Regions from separate parts of the Macaca mulatta genome. Here region 2 is linked to region 1. The links are chromatin contacts, called in public Hi-C maps. All regions are on one chromosome and are shown on one strand. Each heading gives the region's core, a stretch centred on a gene start, on an enhancer-like site or on the middle of the called end of the contact. The rest is flanking DNA. Distances are from core to core; before and after follow the strand shown.

Region 1 (7,341 bases), core at 2,804-5,303:
GGAATAAAGAGTATCGGTATCTAGGGCTCTAAGGTATTTTCCTCTTGCGAAATTCAAAGTAACAAGTAAGTTATATAAAGCCCCTACATCTGTTCTTCTCACACCATGCTCCACAAAATGAACCTGACCCTTAGCTAAAATAGTTGTACACTTCTGCATAGTCCCATGTGTTACTGGTCCTAAAGGTAGATGAGGTAGTATGTACCTAGGAAAGAGATGGTAGCTCCTTTTAAATTATCTTCCAGAGAATCCAGCAGAGAAATCACCAAAGAGACACCTGTTCCTTCTACTGATTTTCAGCATATTCTCTCTTAGTATTGCTAAAAAAACATACAGGATGCAGCTGCTCAAATTTCCCCAGCATGGAATTTCATACTTTATCTCACAGATCAACAAGACACAATCCTATAAAACAGTAAAAGGGTTTTACCACACGCTCCTCACTTCTCTCTAAGCAAAGTTACAAGAGTTTTAAATTACGCTATATGTGGCTCATTATGTTTTAATTTTATTTCAAGATTACTGTTTGTTTTTTAACTTACGTGTTATGGTATTCAGCTAAAAACTAGGAATAATGGAGTAAAGATCATGGTTATTGCCCTCAAGCAGCTCACATTTTAGTGGGTCTGCCAGATAAGTTAACATTAATTACAATATAGAATCAAAGTGCTATAAAAGCCATTAAGGAGTAAGAGAAGAAAAACCTGAGAAAAAGTAGAGCCCGTGAACAACTTCACCTTAGCTGAATCTCAAAGAAAAAATAGGAATTAGCCAAGTGAAGAAAGAAAACAGTGTACTGGGCAAAAGTATCAGCAGATACAGAGGCACAGAGGTGAGTGAGCATGAACTTAAGAAAACCGTAAAGTTGAAATTGCTGAAATGTAGGTCAGGTGGAGGTGGAGGTGTGGGAGATGAGGTCAGGGTCCAGAACATGAAGAACATTATAAACCATGTTAAGGAGTTCAGATTTTAACCTTGATGTTACAAAGGATTTTTTTTCACAAATAACGTAATATATCTTAGAAAGATCACTCTTGCCACAAGATAGAAGATGGATTGAAGACTGAAATAAGGAAAAACAAGTAATATTTTATAGGTTTAATTCAAAATAGAAATAATGAGAGCTTGAACTAAGTCAAGGACAGCTAAATGGAAAAGAGGAACTAATCAAAGAGGCACTGAGAAGATAGAATCATTAGGTGTTAATGATCAACAGGAGTAGTCAGGGAGAAAAGAGTCTAGAATAATTCCAAAACTTAAAAGTTTATCATAAACTAATAGGGAATTTTCAAAAAGGGACCGGTATTGCTGGAAAAAATTATGAGCTCAGACACTTAAAACTTTGATGCCAGACTATCTAGGTAGAGATGTTCAAAAAAGTAACTGGTTATGACTCAAGGACATCAACAGCAACAACAACAAAAAAAGAATTAAAAAGAAAAGAAAAACAAACAAAAGTGACTAGCAGTGTTGAAGGCCGAAAGATTAGGAGAAAGCTCATCTTAAGAGACATAAATCACCTATATCTCTTAAGATTTCCTTCTGGGAGTCATCAGAATCAGAATATGGATAGTAGTCTATGAACACAAATGAGAAAGTACATATGACAAAAGCAACAAGCAAAGGATGGAAAGTACAGTATATAAACATTTAAAGATGTTTCAAATGAGAACTAAGTTCTGATTTTTTTTTTTATCTTGCCCAAATTCCTATCTAAGGGGTCTAGGGAGTCATGCCTTACAAACTATAAATTCTCATCAGATGGGTTTTATTTAACCCTATATATCACGACTTACTTTCCAATCTGACTCTGGAATAAAATTATGAGACAAGGAAGAAAGTCAAAATGTTTTACCCAAAAATATATTTCCTTGCCATACCTTGAAATTGCCCTGCAAAGTCTCTCATGGGAAAAAATCAACATTCTATAGAGAATTCCCTTTCCCCTTCATTTTCTTTCCTTTCCAGACACAGGAGATAATCAACTAAGAGCCAGCAACCCTTTTGGGTCTGATAAGAAGCATTTTACAACCTGCGCTTTCTCTCTGAAGTCTGCTATCTGAGCGATTCCTCTGCACAACAAAACTTGGTCTCCACAATCCTTTATCTAACCTGAACATTCCTTTTGATGCCAGTCTTCAGATAAACTCAACCAATTGTCAACCAGAAAATGTTTACATTTACCTATAGCCTGGAAGCCCCCACTTTTGAGTTGTCCCACCTTTCTGAACGAAACCAATGTTATTTATTACGTGTATCTGATTCATGCCTCATGCCTCCCTGAAATACATAAAACCAAGCTGTACCCCAACCACCTTGGGCATATGTTCTCAGGACCTCCTGAGGGCTGTGTCACAGGCCATGGTCACTCATATTTGGCTCCGAATAAATCTCTTAAAATATTTTACAGAGTTTGACTCTTTTCATCAACAAGAAACATAAAAACATTTAAAGAAGGCCATGAAGGACTGCTTGGAGAGGGGGAGAAAATGTTGCCCTGATTCAGCATTTAACAAATGTTTATTAGGTCCCAACCACATCCCAGACACTCTTCCAAGACAGTAGTTGGAAAGAAAAAAAAAAAACAGGAGAAAATGATGTTACATTTTGGAAAGAAGTGTTTCCAAGAAGCAAGTGGTCAGTTGTGTCAAAATGAAGGATTGCAAAGTGTCATAGGTGGTCATTGTTAGCCACCTATGACTATTGTTGGGGGAATTAATGCTTATAATGCCCAACTCCATTAAAATAAAGACATAGAATAAGCTGCAAGAATAGCGATATCAGATGCTGTGAAGCAGTAGAATTCAACATGTGAAACACTGACAGAAGTCAAATTTGTACTCCACCCCAAGAAACCTAAACCAATCCTTATCTGATCAGTCATGTAACAGAATAATGGATCCTGGCATTTGCTGGAAAACACATAGCGTAGGTATGGGGAAAATACAAGTTAAGAAAAACTATCATTTGGACGGTATTAAGCTCCAGAAAATCATCAGAATAGAAAAAGTAGAAAGCAAAATCGATGTATTTATTTTTGCCCACTTCACTGGTCAAAAATATAGCTTTTCTTTACAGAATATGGAGAAAAGGGGCTCCCCTGAAGTGTGTTAGAAGATAAGGATGGTCAGAAAAATCTGTCTGGAAAAAAAAAAAAGGAACTATCTTTAAATAATACTGCAAAATAGAAATATAAGCTGCATCTTAGTAAATAAATGTCTCCGGTCAATGGGAGGAAAGGTGTGAGGCAGGCAGGATTACAAAGCAATGAGACAGTGGGAGGTAAGGGCACAGGATTTGGGGACTCATGTAGTCAACAGAGCCAGGAAATCATCCTAGACCTAAACTGCACAATCAAAAGTAGGATGTAAACAACTATTGTCGAATCAAAAGTCCTAGACATATGCTCACCAGCCTTTTGAAATGGGACAAGTGATACCACCAATCTCAACTGTAAAATAAAAGTATAGTGTTTTCCCTGCCTACTTCATGTTTTGTTACATTTACAAAATGGTGCTATTCCGCTCTATGTTTAACTCACAAACACGCAGAAGGGGAGCGGGCTGAAGATGGGATGCCTGTCACAGGAGATCTGCCTCTCCCTACATCTTACCTGTCGCCTGCTGCTTCAGGAAAGGTACCTGGTAGGATCCAGGACCCACATGGGCCTCAGTGCTGCCACCTTCAGCCAATTTGAGCAGGCGGGGAGCCCGATCATACATAGTGCTCGGGGTGGTGGGGGCGCTGGGGAAGGGCAGGTGCCGAAAACGATAAAAACAAGGCGGCTACAGGTGTGGAGAAAAAGGAAGCCGACACCAGTCTGGGGAGGCCGGGACAGAACTTCTGTAAACAGAGAAATTAGCATTGGGGTTGTCTCCCCGCCCGCTCATTGGTATCAGATTTCCTCAAATCGATTTCTAGCCCTGTGGTAAAGTAGAGGGGTGAGCGACTAGAGATTAGACGTCTCACACAATCACCAGTTTGCCAGGCACGCTCCACCAAAATTGGGGATTAGGGATTAGATGCTCGCCCTGGTGCTTCCGGCCCTGACTCCGCCCACTTCTCTCCGCCCGGAAGCCTGGGGAAGAGGCGGGCCCAGTCTCTAAGGAGCTAGGTAGAGGCGCCTCCCTGGGCCGAGCCCTCGGAGCATGCGCGGTGAACCGTGAGCCTTCCACAGCTCTCTCCACCCGGAGCCCGGCGCACCTTGAAGAAGGCAGGACTAAACGTCGTAGCTCTTGGGATCCCGGTAACTACTTAGGTCTTGAATTTTTTAAGTGTGCATAAGAACCTTAAAAAACGCGTTAGGAAGGGTGAGGACTAACTTGACCTTGATCTGCTTCCCGACTCAACAGAACCTAGGAAAGAAAAAAGCAGTAGCATGAAGCAGAGAGCTTGGGGTTCCGCAAGTTCTCCCGGGATGCTACTGCAACTCCACTCGTACTCACAGAGGAAAAGCACCTCTGATCTTAACCCGTAGATAGTCCAAACTAAGACAAACCCAGGGGTTAGGGCGGTGACAAGAAATGGGGAGCCCAGAAAAAAAATCACAAAGAAGATAAGGGTAAAAAAGAAAAAAAAAGAAAAAAGAAAGAAAGAAATGGGGACCCCAGGAAAGGAGGCGAAAAGCTCACCAACTGAAGCCGGGCAAGTGGCGAAAACTGCCGCTTTTGTCGGATGCCAGGCAACCACAATATTGATTCATCTCTTTATAAAGCAAAGCGAAGGCACTGAAAAAGCTCAGTCCACCCCCACTAAACCATGGGTCTCAACCTTGGGCAAAAGAAACCTAGCTTGTCCTTGGGAGCTTAAGGAATCTATGTCAGAATCCACCTCTGCTTCTCGCAGGCTGTTTTTCCCGGGAAGAATTCTGTCCAGATTCTAAATATCCTCAAAGGCTTAGACGAATCCTACCTTGATCATACCTCACCTCCAAGTGATCTACAGTACTTTAATTTGTTCCTACTACAAGTTTTTATGGTTTTCATATTCTGTAGTACATACACGATTTGCCACTCAATTCTATGCAACATTTACTGTGGCTTCATTGTGCCATATATGTCAGAACCCACTCTTTGCGAGGCTATATGCTTCTCAAGGATGTATCTGTAATACCTTTTTTCCTGTTCAATAGCTAGCTAAATTATTTATGCACTTAAAAAACAAGAATTGGTGTATACTATAGGTTCCATCCCTGCTAAGTTATGAGGATGCAAAAGCATAAGAAAGTCCCTGCCCTCAGGTGTTCTCTCTCTAATGGGGAGAGACGTATAATCCAAAACGAGAGGTGGCAAAGATTTTTTTTTTTTTTTTTTTTTTTTTGAGACGGAGTCTCGCTCTGTCGCCCAGGCTGGAGTGCAGTGGCGCGATCTCGGCTCACTGCAAGCTCCGCCTCCCGGGTTCACGCCATTCTCCTGCCTCAGCCTCCCGAGTAGCTGGGACTACAGGCGCCCACAACCGCGCCCGGCTAATTTTTTGTATTTTTAGTAGAGACGGGGTTTCACCGTGGTCTCGATCTCCTGACCTTGTGATCCACACGCCTCGGCCTCCCAAAGTGCTGGGATTACAGGCGTGAGCCACCGCGCCCGGCAAGATTTTTTTTAATGGCAGGAAAACGAATATTGTAATATTTTGGAAACATCTCACCAACTTCGATTCTCCCTGCATTCTGTCAGAAACCCTCATAATTCTCTCAACGTTATTTTAACCTTATTTTCCAAACTGCCACCTATACCCATTCAGAAGAGCTAGATATTTACTATGACATATTAGAAAGAGTCACAGAGATGAAAGAGAAAAATTCATGTGCTCTGTATGACAATCCAGTGGTGCTTGTAAATTTGCCCGCTATGTCCTTAAGGACATCATTTGCCCTTGATGATCCAAACAAAGCTATCAACCCAAACTGCAAACTCAGGTCTAGGCCATGGTTGCCGTAGGGACTGATGCAGAATTTCATGCCCCGTCTGGCCATTCTGTCTGCAGCAGTCTGCATTATTGTTTGCTGGGATATACATATTTTTGGAGATTGGAAATGGAAATGGTAAAGCCGACTTTATATGCTTTCTGTGTGATTTGATTTTCAGCCATTGAACGTAACCTAACTTAGACAAAGGGAGTTCTTCGTTGCACCCCCCTAGCTCATTTGCAGGCCTCTAAGGGAGAGTTTCTAACTGAGTACCACCTAGGAATACATTTACCTTGCCTGCCTCCTGAGTGAATGCTTTTTCCTCAAGGCTTCACAGAAATGGGTAGTCGATCAGTGGCAGGACTCCAGCGTTTCTGGGTCTTCTGGCCAGATCCTACCTAATTATTACACCACTGACGTACAACCTATATACTCTTCATAATTTGGTAATAATTGGTCTCTCAAAATTCTGCATTCTTAACAAAAAAATCTTTCTTTTAAAAGTTTCTATGAGCCCAGGTGCAGTGGTTCACACCTGTAATCCTGAATCCTAGCACTTTGGGAAGCCCAGGGGGAGGATTGCTCGAGGCCAGAAGTTCAAGGCCAGCCTGAGCAACATAGGGAGATTCCACCTGCACAAAAAGAAAAAAAAAATTAAAAATTAGCCAAGTAGGAGTTTGAGATTACAGTGAGCTATGATGGTTCCACCGTACTCCAGCCTGGAAGACAAAGCAAGACCCTGTCTCAAAAGAAAATTGTTTTAGTATGAAAATTTCTATTTCCTTGATGACTGTGGCTATGCTCTCTATATTTCCCAGCTATTATTTCCTCCTTATGGTTCAGTAATGAGAATGATACACAGTATTTCAAGATTGGAAAATATTTTTTAATGAGAAAAATAAATCTTTCTCATTTTCTCATTGTAAATATTTATTCAATAGTCTGGAATTAGTATACTACTAAAAAAATTAATATGTTAACACAGAATTATAATTACATATAAATATGAAATAATGTGGTTCAGCATTTCTAAATTCCTACAAAAGTTTTGATGCTAATTAACCACACTATATATTTTACTATATATATATATTTTACTATATATTTAAATTTTACTATAAATTTTACTATATATTTAAAATATATTTTACTATATATTTTACTATATTAGTAAAATTAGTACTATATATTTTACTATATTAGTAATTCTATAGATGGAACCTATGTTTGAGCTAAGATTTATTTGAGTTCAAAATTTGAGTTCTTTCCATTTCTCCCTGCTGGCTTATACCAGAATAAACTTCAAAATGAAGCTTGAACAAGAACAAGGCCCAAGAAATTAAACTAATTCAATATTGAATATGTTGGCTGCAATGAAGAACAGAAAAAGCATATTAGGTAAAAACTAAAATCCAAATAAAGTATGGAGTTTAGTT
Region 2 (7,341 bases), core at 3,424-5,923, 120 kb after region 1:
TTGGAGTAAATTATTTTCTTCCCATCCTTTCTAGAAAATTATATCCATTCTTCAGGTATGTTCTCCTTATACAGCTATCTTTGACTAGTAGGAAGAGATTTTTAAGAGAGATTGGTCTTACTCTCTTGTTTTGCATGATATGTACTTACAGCGATTTTATTTTATTTTATTTTTTTTTGAGAGGGAGTCTTGCTCTGTCACCCAGGCTGGAGTGCAGGGGCAGGTTCTCAGCTCACTACAAGCTCCGCCTCCCGGGTTCACACCATTCTCCTGCCTCAGCCTCCTGAGTAGCTGGTACTACAGGCACCCGCCATCACGCCTGGCTTATTTTTCGTATTTTTAGTAGAGATGGGGTTTCACTGTGTTATCCAGGATGGTCTCGATCTCCTGACCTCATGATCTGCCCACCTCGGCCTCCCAAAGTGCTGGGATTACAGGCATGAGCCACTGCGCCTGGCCCTTATAGCTATTTCTTATAGTATCTAGCACAGTACTGAGCTCAGAAGAAATGTTCAATAACTACATGACTGATTTTAAAGTGGTATGTCCCATCTAAAAACTGTATGTAATCTAGGTCTGTAGTTGCTTGAAATATGTAGACATTAGTTTGAGGTGACAGCCTATGAAAACAATTTAGATTTTACAACATTTAGAAAATGGCTACAATATTAAATAAATGGAGAGCGGGGGAGAAAGAGGTTACATTGAGGTTAAGACATTTCAGTTGTTCAACCTGGACTAACTGGATCTCACCAACGAAGTCTTTGAAAAATAAACAGTTTAGGCAGAAGGCTGTTCATTGCCAAATCATTTTCTATCACTGCAAAGTTCAATTAACTACTCCAGTGAAATTCCCTTAAATGATATTCAGAACATCTTGGTGAAGAGGAGGCAATCAGTTCCCTATTATACTTTTACAGAACATTCTCTCCTCTCTTTCTACTTCCTGTTGTGTTGCCCCTCCCAATAGATTTCCTCTAAAGAATTTAAATCACCTTCTAACCTCTTTAAAGCTTACATGCATCAATGAGGTGATAAGTCTTGCCAAAATGTACGGCTTCTGATCTTGTCTAAAAGACATTTTCCTTGATACTCCCCCATAACAGCTATTTAGCTAATCATAAACCAATTTTCAACAGAAATTGTCATTCAAATAAATCTGATACTTTATAAATGACATTTCCTAGATTGAAGTTGAAAACCTTTGCACTGGGCCAGAACTTCCTTTGCTTTGTAGCAGGCCTGATAAAATCCTGACCATTGCCTAACCTGCAGTTTGGGTATCAGTAGATTGATTTTGGAAGAGTCTCTTCACATCCCTGATGTCAAGAGATGTAGATATAAGGTGTTGCTGTCTTGTACTGGCTGCTCTCAAGATCCTGACCTCAAGTGATCCTCTGATCCTCCCTCCTCAGCCTCCCTAAGTGCTGGAATTATAGGCGTGAGCCACCATACCTGGCAAATGTTTATTAAGCACTTGCTATGTGCTAGCACTGTTTAGGCATGGGGGTTATAATGGTAAATAAAGCAGACAAAAATTATTTCCCTAGGAGAACTTACATTTAAATGTGGAAGACAGTCCAAAAGCAAAATATATATTATTTTACTGATAAGTGCTAAGGAAAAAAATAAAGTATAGAAGTGGGCATATGAAATGGGAAGGAATGTTGAAATTTTAGATAAGATAACCAGGGAAGATCTCATGCAGGTAACTTTTGAATAAACACATAAAGGAAGAAAGTAAATATATGAGAAAGAAACGTTATATTTTTATAATAGAACAAGAAAGGAGAGGGGAAGGGAGGTGGCATTGTGTGTGCAAGGAGTAGGCAATATACCAGTCTGGAAGTAATTCACTTCTGCATGTAACAATCAGTATTGGTTCTCACTATGGTTACAACACCATTGCATTAGAACTCAGTATATGCACTAAGCCTGAACAACCCTTTGGTTTTAATTGGCAGGAAGGCTAAGGAGATGGCTTGTAGATTGAAGTAGAACAAAAAAGGCACTTAAACTAGTGTCAGATGGGAGGTGAGAAAGCCACTTCAGCTGCTTTTGCTAATTTCAGTGCTTGCATCCAAATAAATGATAGAAGATACTCTATGAAATTATTGTAATATGTAATTAGATAAGGAAGTAGGAAAAATAAAGCAAGTTAACTTGAGAATCTGGAAGGTTAAGGAGAGATGAACAAAAAATGATGAGCAGCAATGCAAAGGCCCAGGCTGGTCTTCTGGAGGAGTAACAAAATGAATGTGTGACATGGCAGATGTGGGGGCAGTGAGGGGCCCTGAGGGTGGGGTCTGCGTTGGTGTATTATGCGTTGAATTGTGTATCCCTCCCTGATTCTTTTTTTTTTTTAAATTGAAACAGGGTCTTGCTCTGTGGCCCAGGCTGGAGTGCAGTGGTGCGATCTCAGATCACTGTTACTTCCGCCTCCCGGGTTCAAGCGATTGTCCTGCCTCAGCCTCCCAAGTAGCTGGGATTATAGGCACGTGCCACTACGCCCAGCTAATTTATTTATTTATTTATTTTTTAGTAGAAATGGGGTTTCGCCATGTTGGCCAGGCTGGTCTCCAACTCCTCACCTTAAGTGATCCGCCTGCCTTGGCCTCCCAAAGTGTTAGGATTACAGACGTGAACCATTGTGCCTGACCCCGGCTAATTTTTTGTATTTTTAGTTAGACATAGGGTTTCGTCATGTTGGCCAGGCTGGCCAGATTCGTATGTAGAAGTCCTAACCCCTAGTACCTTAGAATGTGACCTGATTTGGAAATAGGGTCATTGCAGATACAATTAATGTTCATGAGGTCATACTGGAGGATGGTTCACCCCTAATACGTTATGACTGCTGTTCTTATTAAAAAGGGAAATTTGAACACACAAGAACACTGGAAAACAGCCATGTTCAGATTGGAATTATGCTGCCACATACCAAGAAACTACCAGAAGCTACGAGAGAGGCCTGGACGAGATGCTTCCCCAGTGCCCTCAGAGGGAGCACAGCCCTGCCTACACCTTGATTTCAAACTTCTGGCCTCCAGAATTGTGAGATAATAATTTGTTGTTCTAAGCCACCCAATTTGTGGTATGTTACAGCATCCCTAGGGAACTAGGGATTATTTTGAGAAGCAAACAAGAAGAGCATCCTAAGAGAGTGAGATGCCTGATAGTCTCGTGCATCAGAAAAGTCCCATATAGTTGACTTCAGCAGTTAAATTGTATTTTCCTGTTTTACCAAACCTTTTTAATTATCGTTTCTTACTGTAGAAAAATCACATAAAATCTGCTCTTTGCTTAACAAATTACAGGGCCCCTTCGGATTTGTGTGCTCGAAATACCAGTCACCCAACAGAAACTGATGACTGTGACAATAGGCGACTAATTAAAAAACAAACAAACAAAAAAAGCCCTGTCTCAGCATTGGATTGACCGAGTGAAAGTTGACAGGGGAAAGACACCTCGATTCAGCTATCTTTCTCCCACAGGTTGTACTGCTGACTGCACCCTCTCCCCTGAAGGACTGCGGTCGCTGCGCCTCGGAGAGCGACCAGATTCCGCACCCCACCCAGGAGGAGCCAGGGCAAGATTAGGGTTTCCTCCAGCCTCCTCCCACAGGGCAGACGACCGAAGCCAGCCCCGGCCTCACGCGCATGCCAGGTCGGGAGGACGCCCTCAGTGGGAGCGCCCTGCTCAGGTTCTCCCCGCGGCCGAGTGGTGGTGGGAGCGGGCGGCGGCCCCGGGATCACAGGACCTCCGCCGGGTTAGCTTGGCTGTGCCGCCGCCAACCCAGCAGGACGCCTATTTTCAAGCCTGGGGGACGTAGTTCCTCCCGCTTTCACAGAGAGCAGGATGGAGCCCGACGGCACCCCGGTTAAAGGGCCTTTCCAGCGCCCTCCGGGGAACGGAAGGCCGCGCTCCTCCGGGAGGGAGAACGACACACTCTTCAAGGAAATCCTGGGGCGGGCGCTCTCCTGGCTGCCGGGACCTCTGTTTCTAAGCTGGCTACTGCTACAGCAGCCTTAACTGTCCCAATGACACGCCTGCTATAGAGCACCCTCCCGGCGGCCGCTCCTCGGCCAGCTGCCCAGCGGGCGTCCTCAGGTGTCCCCAAGAGGCACAGGCCTAGTCGCCTACACGTCCTTTCCAGCTTCGTGTCGAGGCGTCAGCTTTGGCTTCCCACCACCCCTCCCGGCTCTGCGGCGGCTCAGCCTCTTCTCCGGTTAATTCTGGCCTGTGCGGCCGGGTCGTCCCGTAAAGAAGGCGGGCCCGGGTTCCGGGTAGGGGGTTGGTGGGTCAGGGTGGGAAAGCAAGGCAGCGGTAAGTCCTCTGCTAGCAGATCGGGCTCAACAGCCCCATTCCCTGCTTTCTCCGGGCCCACCCTCCGCCCCTCAGACGGCCGCCATGAAGATCCTCTGCCGCGGCTGCAGCCGGTCTGCGAACACACGCCCACCCGCACGCTTAGCCTCGCTCGCCACAGAGGGAGGGGTGGAAAAGGTACTGAGCATGCTCGGTGGGGAGGGCGGGGCGCTCGCGGACCACGAGTCGGAGCCGGCGTTCTTCAGGCCGGCTACCGCGCCTCCGCCGCCCGCCCGCTCGGAGCCGCGCCCGCCGCAGGCTGCGCCCGCCAGCCCCGCCCCGCCCCGCCCCGCCCCTCCCCGCCCCCCGCCGCTCGTCCCCGCCGCGGCCGCGCCGCCTGCAGCAGCACCAGCTGCTCCTCCCCGGCGGCCGCCCCCCGCGGGTCCCTCCCTGGCTGCGGGAGAGACGGAGGTAGAGGGAGGACACAGAGCCGCGCCGCCCGCACCGGAGACCTTCTCCTCGCCCCGCCGGTTCCTCACCCTCGGGGAGCAACATGGGTAAGTCATCCTTCCTCCCCCGTCATCGCCTGACATTTTTTTCTTTCTCGGCGTGCTGCAGGGTGGAAAGCATTTCTCGCGCAAAGTTGCCGGATTTCTCCAGTCCCCCGGTGTGAGACTGGCTGTTCCTCCGGGGAGAGTCAGCGCACGCGGAACGCACGCCGGGTGCCGGGGCTGGGAGGGTCCCGAGCGCGGGCTGGGGTGGGGTCGGCCGCGGGCCGGACCGCCGCCCGGCTCCCCGGCACCTCGCCGTCTCGCCTCCCCTCCTCCATTCTTCCTGCCGGTGCCCGGGCACCACGGAGCCTGCCTCGCGGGCTCGCATCCGCGTCTCCATCCCCGTTTCTCCGGAGGCCGCCCGCTTCCTTTTCCCCCGCGTCTGCTGAGCTCGAGGCTCGGGTCCGACCACGACCACTTAATGTAACTTCCTTCTCTGTCAGTGCGACCTTTCCTGGTCGTGGAGACTCCTCATCCCGGGCGGGGAAGTGGAAGCAAGTAGTTTGTGAGGGAGATCTTACAACCTGCACGGAAATTATTTTCCAAGGGGGAGAGCGGACAGCCCCATAGGTTGAAAGGATGACTTGTCAGAGGCCACGAGGAACGTGAGGAAGGATAGAGCAGCTCGCTGTAGAATTAATGCTGGGTGACTACAGTGTGCAATATTCCTGTACTCAGCCTATTTTTTGGATTCCTTCGTCTGTCTTCTGTAGCAGGAAACTGCGCCCTGTAACGTTGTTACCGAACTTACATGGTAGTTATTCTTTCCCAGCTTCCCCCTGTCTAATCTACATAATCTGATTTTACTTCTTTTGTATTTATAGTTAATCTGAAGATACTGGTTTGGATGAGATATTTAAGAGCAAATATGTTTTATAAAACGATATATAAATTTAACCTATTTTTTTTACATCATCTATTGCTTAACTGTTACATTCAGTAATCACAGAAACGTCTGATGAATGCTGTCGTGTAATTAAGAGCTCAAAGTTTCTTTTAATAGTAGCGACTTGTACTAAGTTCCCCAGTTTGCTGCCACTCCTGTCTGTCATAATTTCCTCTTTTTAAAATTTGCTCCCTTGGCATCTGTCAACTGGGACTTTTCCCACCCCTTCTGTGCGAGTTATTTAAAGATTGAGATGAATGTGATCCTTTCATCTGTTAATACAGTGCTCAACACGTTCAAAGTTAGGTTGCGCAACTCAGAATCTTCAAGAAGTATCTAAACCTGGGAATGGTGTCCATAGAGTTTTCTGGAACAGCAAATACTTCAGGCTTTGATCGCGACCTTTGGCCATATATCTGGAAGAGGCCAGGGTTGATGGAGGAGGTGGTATGAATCAAAAAAGGTCTACGGCTCTGAATTTTATTTTCAGTTAAGTGTTTTTTTTTTTTTTTTAATGTGAGTACTCTTGATATGCTGAACAAATTTCTGTAAAAATTGGGTGGGCCGTTTATGCGTGTCTACCCTTTCTCTTAAAGTAGAATTTTAAATAGGTATTATATCAGATTATTGGACAAGCTGTGTATTTCCGTCGAACATACACACGTTTATGTATGTTTCCTTTGAACGTACATACACAGATAAATGTGTGTACGTTCAAAGAAAATACTCAGTATGTCCAATAACCCTATCTGATATTGGACTGTAAGTTCAAGTTTGGCTTGAAAAATACATTTTCCTATGTTTCCAGGTGAGCCTCAAACCATTTAACATTTTAACTTACATGTTAAATCCGTACTTTTTCAGTGGAAAAAATCCAATTTCGTTACAACACTAGTGAATAAAAATACCTGAAAGAGATGAAATTATCTACTTAAATATCATCTTCAAAATCTTGAATGCTATTGCTTGATTTTTAAAAAGGGCCAAATAGAAACCTATCTCTCATTTTGAAGCCATCTCTGATACTCTTTGGTTAATCTCTCTCTCTTCATAAGCACTGTTTGTACCTTGTTAGAAGCTTTTTAGCACTTATATAATCTACCATATAATGGAGTTGTTTATGTGTGTGTGCTGTGCATTTAATCATGAGTCCCAGAAGATGAAAAATGTCCTATTATTTTTTGTGTTCCCCACACTGCTTTTCAAATAGGAATTCAGTAAATCTTTGGCAAATTGTTGAACTTAAAACCACCTATTATTTTCAGCTTTTGCATCTGAAGATTTAGTCTCTGAACAAACATTTGGATTGGCACATAGTATGAACAAACATTTGGATTGGCACATAGTACCTAGTTGGGGGATAAGCAGAAACAGAAAGGTATAATTGTACCATGCTTCCCAGTACACTGTAGGTAGGTTTTGAGTCAACCTCAGGCAATGGTAAGGCAGTTTCATGTATGATCAGTAGGTACATATGATAATTTAAAATTGAAACCTTGGGTAACAGTTTTATATCTGAGCCAAGGAAGTTAGTATTACAATTCATGTACACATAAGAAGGTAGAAGGTATACTGGTTAATGATGGGGGGAGGGAGAAGTGC

What was found. Hi-C and Micro-C count contacts between places; a contact is called where the count stands out from the background.
Region 2: a Hi-C map of fetal cortex germinal zone shows a contact between it and region 1, with 3 times the contacts expected there. The contact joins the promoter of RAP1GDS1 here to the promoter of STPG2 in region 1. A contact is called at or near these places in 2 of 14 Hi-C or Micro-C datasets (fetal cortex germinal zone and fetal cortical plate).

The regions. Positions count from the first base shown.
Region 1 is chr5:107,437,740-107,445,080 of T2T-MMU8v2.0, forward strand. It overlaps STPG2 (sperm tail PG-rich repeat containing 2), which reads right to left and starts at 4,054. Exons shown (of 11, transcript XM_078002688.1): 1 at 3,614-4,054. The coding sequence starts at 3,722. It overlaps LOC114678358 (a long non-coding RNA gene), which reads left to right and starts at 4,136. Exons shown (of 3, transcript XR_003729722.2): 1 at 4,136-4,246.
Region 2 is chr5:107,558,075-107,565,415 of T2T-MMU8v2.0, forward strand. It overlaps RAP1GDS1 (Rap1 GTPase-GDP dissociation stimulator 1), which reads left to right and starts at 4,674. Exons shown (of 15, transcript XM_078002021.1): 1 at 4,674-4,859.